Regions from separate parts of the Sus scrofa genome. Here region 2 is linked to region 1. The links are chromatin contacts, called in public promoter capture Hi-C maps. All regions are on one chromosome and are shown on one strand. Each heading gives the region's core, a stretch centred on a gene start, on an enhancer-like site or on the middle of the called end of the contact. The rest is flanking DNA. Distances are from core to core; before and after follow the strand shown.

Region 1 (3,369 bases), core at 19-2,518:
GAGACTACTGTTCCCAACTTGTCTTTCCAACCTCATCTCTGTTACTCATCCCCCTCCTTCCTCCCGGCCCCCATTCCCTCTTAAAGTGAACACAAACTATCTGTACGTCAAGCATTTTCTTGTTAAAGGTTTGTCGAATGACTAGATCCCCACCGGACTCTGCTTAACAGCTCATCAAGCCTCCCTCCTCCCCAGTCTTGCTGTTCTTCAAACTCAGAGCCAGTTTCTGGACTTTCTCAGGGAGGCCTTCACCCACCTTCTCAGGCCTCAGTCCTATGGCCCGCTTCCTCCACTGAGCACAAGCGCAGGGAGAGGTCTTTTCCCGTTCGATTACTTCCTTTCCCTGGCAAGCGTTAAGAAAAGGTCAAGCGGAGGGTAAGGGGCAGGGACTGCTGGGTCTGCCTGCAGCCAGTCAGATGTGGGGCTGGTCTCGGCTACCCGAGTTGTGTGCCCAGGGACGAGGTAAGCGCGACCCTCTCCAACTTTGGCTTCCTCCCCGGAAAACAATGAATGAAAATTACCCACCACGGAGGTGCTGAGAGAGGTGGACCTTAGATATGCAAAGCACTGATGCTAGCACTTCAATGGGAACTATTCTTACTTTAATCACTCAGAAACAGAAGTTGCTCCCAAGAACCCTAGGAAATTCTCCGAGCACTGTCCATGGTACGCGGTTTCCCAGTTGCTCGATGGGTGGCCCCGAGAGCCACCCTTTTTTACTACGGAGGCGTGCCAAGTTTCGTTTCTTCTCAGGGTGGTGCGGAAGCCGTCTTCCCAGACGGCCCCTCTCCGGGCCCCAGGTGGTGCCCGCGGCGGAGCACCAGAGTGACCGGGGTCCCCTGTATTCCTCTCCCCAACACACACCTTATCCTCCAGCCTGGGTTCCCAGCGCCATCCATCAACCCGTTGAGTCACAGCCGTCTAGGGAGCCCTCCCGCAGCGCCGCCCGCCGGTCCGACCGGGAGCGCTGGAAGCCGCGGTAAAACTGGGGTTGGCTGGGCTCCGCCAGCCCCAAGCCCACGTGCTCCCGGCCGCGGCCACCAGGCGCCGCCCTCTCGCTGGGCGCAAAACGGACTACATTTCCCAGGGTGCAAAGCTGCGGGGCCTTTGGCTCGGCGGGGGCCTAGAGCGGCGCGCCGCTCCGTCGCCTGCTCGGGGGCGCGCGTGTTGGCGCGAGGACGGGAGCGGAGACCCGGAATGAGTTGCCGCGCAGTTCCGCCGGGCCGTGCCGGGCTGCGCCGGGCCGGGTCGGGTCAGGGCAGGCGAGCCGGGTCGGGGGGGACGGCGTCTGTGTCGGCGGTGCCGAGGACAGGCGCTCGGGGCAGCCCTCACCTCTCTGAGGTCCCCGCCCCGTCCCGGCCGGGCCGGCTCGCCTGTCAGTCACTGGGGCGGAGGCAGCGGCGGCAGCGGGGCCGGAGCTCGGCGGTGAGAAGAGCGCGGGCCGGGCCGAGCGGAGGGAACCTGCCGCAGCCCCTCAACTCTCCGGACTCTTCGCCCCAGACCTGCGAAGCTGCAGCCCCGCGCTTCGTTGGACGCCTGCGTAACCTGCGAAGGGCTCTTTCCCCCGTGACCCCCCAGCCCCTTGACCTCCTCTTAGGACCCGAGAGCTCACTCAGAAGAGGGTGTTGTGGGTACAGGCCATCGACCCTGTGACCCTTGGCGGGCCGGGGCCTCGGTTTCTCCCAGGCCTCCCTCCCCTGTGACTCTCTCCTCATAGATTCCGGGGACAGAGCCTTGACCTACCACTAGGACCCCTCGCTTGCGAACTCCGCACCGGTGGCTTTCTCCTAGGAGTGCCCCTCCGTGGGTCTTCTCCGAAGGGCACCCCTTTTGGCCTTTGGCAAGCCCCCCGCCCCCCACCGAGGTGGGGAGGCCTCGGCAGCCATGCTCGCCCTGGGTCCCCTGTCACCCCAGCTCTCCCTGGGCACCCAAGCCGGGGTCTAGCAGGGGGGCCAGCAGCCAAGAGGCTGGGGCAGGAGACAGGTCACGGTCCACCTCCCTGCTGGGGAGGGAGCAAAGATGGAGCGGCGGGAGGAGCAGCCGGGGGCTGCAGGGGCTGGAGCGGCACCAGCCTTGGACTTCACTGTGGAGAACGTGGAGAAGGTATGAGGGCCCTGGGGTGGGCACTCCAGTGACAGAGCAGAAGTTCTGGGGACAGACACTAATGCCAGAGCCTAGGCCTGGGCTGGGTGCCCGCTGGGAGGGTGCCTCCAGAGCACCTGGCATTTGCTGTCTTTCTGGGCAGCAGTAGCCTCTCAATAGGCTATTTTTGGCCTTTCTTTGACCTGGGTCCTCTGTGGATACTCTAGGGTCTCGGGATGGCCCCCCCAGGGTGCTCCCCGTGTAGCTCTCCAGCCAGACTGGCTCTCCTCCAGCTCCATGGGAACTGCAGGAGCAGTGCAGTAAGAAATCAGGAACCCAGGAGACCTGCAGCTCAGTCCTCAGAAACCATGGCGATGCTGAACCCTCCTGGACCTGTTCTGTTGAGCCAAGGGCTCAGAGAATAACCTGGAGCTAAAACGATCTGGATGGTGCTTTCACTCTTCCTTGGGGAAGGGGCCTTCGTTTATTGGACCGAAGCCAGACCACTCCTGGTTGGTCCCCTTTATTTTGCCCAAGGGGCCTGGTCCTGCTGGCAGCTCCAGGGGCCTTCCCTACTCACCTGCCCGCATGGCTTCCTGCCACGGCACTCCCAGGCTCTCCCCACTGCCCAGTCCATCTTTTTTTTTTTTTTTTTTTTTGAACTTCTTTTTTCCTGGGCTCTGCCCCCAGAGGCTTGCCATGCAGACATGCATGTCCCCTGGGATGAATGGGGAGATGGGGCTCCCTTGCTGGAAAGCAGAGAACGGTTGCAGATATTCATTTGTCATTCTCGAGCCCTGTGCGCCATACCAAATGGTGAGGATGCGTCTCTCTGCTTCTGTTCTCCGCCTGCCTCAGCATCCCCGGGGAGCCAGACAAGGGACAGTGGCCATAACGGACTGTCAGAGGTACAGACGGGGCTGAGCCTCCTTGAGTGGAGCCTGCGTTGAGGGGGAGAGGTCTGGTCTCCCTCTTCCACCCCCCCGGGGCTGGGCAGTGTTGGCATGGTGGCGCACTGTTCCATGTGCTACCAGGGAGATAAACGGCTGTTTTCTTACTGTGTGAAGTCCCAGTGGAATGGGGACCCTGGGGGTTTGTCTAATTGAGAGCTCCAGGCGAGGCATTTGCCAGGGCTGCAGGCCAAGACTGCTCTGGCCAGCTTCTTGGACCCTCTCCTGTGCTGTCTGAGGCGTGTTCTCACCCTCCCCTCCCTCCAGTTTGTCTCTGCCTAGAGCTGCCTAGCAAAGTCTTAGTCCTGCTCAGATTTCACAGTGGCTTTGGTGCCGG
Region 2 (3,334 bases), core at 461-2,960, 1.2 Mb before region 1:
CTATCCTAGCATAATGGCTCACCTATGACTGTCAGGAGGCGTGTTCTGGGCTCAGGGTCTTCTTTGAGGCCCAAGGGCGAGGGTGGGGTGAAGCAGGTTGGATTCATCAGACATAAAGGAGCCTTTTTGCACAGAGGGTACAGCCTAGCGTCACTGACACGCACCTCTCTGCCCAGCCGAGCCCGGGCTCAGTTCCGTCGGACACCTCCACTGCCCAAAGGAAGGGCGGTGCGGAGGTAAGCGGTCCCCCGGCACGCAGGGTGTAAAAAGCGAGTCATCTTGTGTCACCTCTGCCGAGCTTCAGAGGAAAATGTGACTTAAAAATACTCGGTAGAAGGGGGAAGAAGGGAGGGAGGAAACAATGCCTACACTTGAGGTGGGGCCCAAGAAATATTTGCCGGAAAGGAACCGTTCTGGGGAAGCCTCAAAGATCCCCTGTAGGACAGGCCAGTTTACGGATGAAAAGAAGAGAGGAGGGAGGGAGGAGGGAGAGGTCGTACCCAGGCAGTGCTTTGCTCCCGGAGGAGGAGTCCTCTTTTTTGTATTCGGAGTCCCCGGCCCCGCGACTCCCCCCCACGCGCCGTCCTCCCACTCCCCTCAGCCCGGGGCCCCTTCCCGACCCTCGGCCCCCTGGGATCGCGGCGGCTGCGCCCGGGGCGCTCTCTCCGCCCCGCCCTCACCAGCCCTGCCCGAGCCGGGAAAGCTGCCACCTCGCAGCACCCCGGGACCTGGCCAAAGCTCTGGGGCCTGCGATACGCGGAAAGAAGGGCCTCGGAGGCGGGGTTTTCGCCTCAGCCCTGGAGCCGGGAACCCTGGGGCTGGGGCCCGGGCCTTAAGAGAGCGCCCTACGCCTCGGAGCCCCGGAGGGCTGGCGTGCGGACGGCGCGAGGCCGCGGAAAGCTCGCGACACCAGGCCTCGCGCCCAGCGTGGCGCCGGGCAATCGCGAGCAGAGGTTCGGAGCCCGCCGAGCGGGGGCGGGCCCCGCCTCCTCGGCTCACCCGGGCCGGGGCCGGGCCGGGGGCTCGGCCGGCTCAGCCAATGGGCGCCGCGCTCGGGCCCCCTCCCCCGCCCCGGGAGGAGTCTGCGCGGGACCGCCGCTGGGGAGATCGTGAGCGACGTGCCGCGCCCGCGCCCCGACGTGCTCGCCGGGACCGCGCCGCGTCCCTGGAAGGAAGACAGTGACTTAGTGCGGACGCCAATTACGCACGCGGCGCCCTCGCGCCAGCCAGATTCCCGAACCCATCCCCGCCCGCGTCCCCAGCCCCGGCAGGGTCCAGCGCTCCAGGCCGGCGCCGATCGAGGCTTAGGGAGGCGCGCCGCCAGCCCAGGGCGCACCGCGCTGCCGGGCCACGGGGGAGGTCCAGGCCCGCGGAGGGGGCGGCGGGGGTCCGCGCCTTTGTTCCGGGCGGGGAGGGCCCGCGGGCGCGCTTCTCACCTTGCTGCTGGGCTCCATGGCCGCGCTGCGCCGGAGGCTCGGGCAGCGCCGGGTGCGCGGGCGGCGACGGGCTGGCGAGCGGGCTGCGCTCTGCGGCTCAGGCTTCTGCTCCGGTCCTGAGACTCCGACCACGACCCTGACTCCGACTCCGGTCGCTGGGCCTCCCGCTCGCTAGCGAGCCAGCTCCTGGGACCAGCGGCCCGCGATCTGAATGCTCGCCCGGGTTACCTCTGAGCGCCGGGACAGTCGCGTTTATAGGACCCCAGCCATTGGTTGGCGCGGCTGGTGCGCGGGGGGCGGAGGGGTGGGCAGGGTCTGGGGCGGGGCCTGGGGCACGTCCGGGGCGGGGCTCCGCGGGGAGGGGGCCCGGGCCCCGGCCCCGGGAAGGGGGCGGGGGGCTCGGCGCGGAGACCTTGCTCCGGCTGCGGGTCTCCCTGGGTCTCTGGGTCCCGGCGGCTCGCTGGCTGTGTGACCCTCAGCAAGTGTGCGCACCTCTCTGAGCCTCAGCGGCCTCCAGCAAAATGGAGGCGCTGCTACCGGCTGTGAGACAAAGTAGGAGCGGCCCAGGGTCGCGCTTAGGAGCGAGTCCTCACTTCGCCACCGGATAGCTTCGCGAAACCAGCGGTAGCGCTAGTACCACCTCATAGGTTTGTTATGAAGATTAAGTGAGTTAATATTTGTGGAGTGTTCAGAACAGCGTCTGTTACGTGGTCAGTGGTGTTTCAGTATGTCATAGGCTACGGGAGGTCTCGCTCCGCGGTCTCCTCCCTTTCCCTCTCCACCCCCACATTCCCGTTTGTAAGCGAAGCCTTGCTGTAGCACAGGCTGGGCCCCCTGCCTGGAAATCCGTACCCGCCTCTTCTCTGGACTTTATCATCACCTCCTCTGTGAAGCCTTCTCGGCCCCTGACAGTACCTGTGCCTCTGTGGTGACAGGTGAGTGTGGAAAATGTGAAGAACAATCACACAGGAGACCTTGGGTTTGAACCAGCTTCGCTGTAGACCAGCCCTGGGTGATCTAAGAAGCAGGCTGGCCCACGAGGCCCAGCTTTCTCCTGGCTAAACCAGAAGGATCACCCTGCCAACTTCATCTGCTCTCTGCAGAGCTCCAGTGTCCACAGACGCCCAGGCTGGCCGGCAGGAAGTCCCCCTCTCGTGGTAGTGGTGACAGTTCACCTTATTCCATCTGATGACCGCACCTCACTTCTTCTTGTAGAATTGTGTCTTATTTGAGACACAGTGAAAAGAAAGACACCCCGTCCAAAGGTCTGGACAAAATCCGAAGTTTAGGCTGGGGGTCCTGTTGGCTGTGGAGGGGGCCAGAAAGGGGTTACTTTCTGTGGGGAAGGCGGAGCCCAGCTGGCCACGTGACCCCTGGAGTCCTTTGTCTGGGCTGTGGGTCCTGTGCTGGCCTAGGGGGCAGCCTGGCTGGGCAAGGAGCCCTGGAAGGGAAGGCAGGCCCCCTCCCGGCACACCCTGCCTGCGACTCCAGAGTCTATGCTCTCTCTGCTGCTCGGCCTGAAAAGCTTGGGGCCGCCCCTCCTCTTCCCGAAGCCCCTGTGGATTTCATCTTCTCTACCCCCTCCCCCTCCTCCCCTTCCTGCTGCCTGCAGGGCCTCCAGAGCCTCTGGTTTCCGCTCCAGTGCTGACCCTCGCTCTCCTGTTTGGATGTCCGGCATTGCCTTCCTTCTTCCTTGGAGGCAACAAGGTCCCACCTGGCCAGCAAGGCCCTCAGGGGCCAGTGTACAGCCTCAGCCTCTGCCCTCAGACTGGTGCTTTCTACGTCTGCCCCTTTGCTCTGGTTGTTTCCCCTGCGTGACTCCCTCCACCTCCACCTCCCCAAATAAAAACGCTCCTGAGAGCACAAAGCACCTCTGGAATGTGACCCCCTCCAGGAAG

Evidence for each region. Promoter capture Hi-C pulls out the DNA fragments that hold promoters and counts their contacts.
Region 2: a contact with region 1 is called in a promoter capture Hi-C map of fetal skeletal muscle, with 8 times the contacts expected there. The contact joins the promoter of SLC2A1 here to the promoter of IPO13 in region 1. A contact is called at or near these places in 1 of 5 promoter capture datasets (fetal skeletal muscle) and 1 of 2 datasets of contacts at active chromatin or transcription factors (alveolar macrophages).

The regions. Positions count from the first base shown.
Region 1 is chr6:167,345,704-167,349,072 of Sscrofa11.1, reverse strand. It overlaps IPO13 (importin-13), which reads left to right and starts at 1,268. Exons shown (of 19, transcript XR_298727.3): 1 at 1,268-2,103.
Region 2 is chr6:168,533,774-168,537,107 of Sscrofa11.1, reverse strand. SLC2A1 (solute carrier family 2, facilitated glucose transporter member 1) reads right to left here and starts at 1,710. Exons shown (of 10, transcript XM_021096908.1): 1 at 1,437-1,710. The coding sequence starts at 1,454.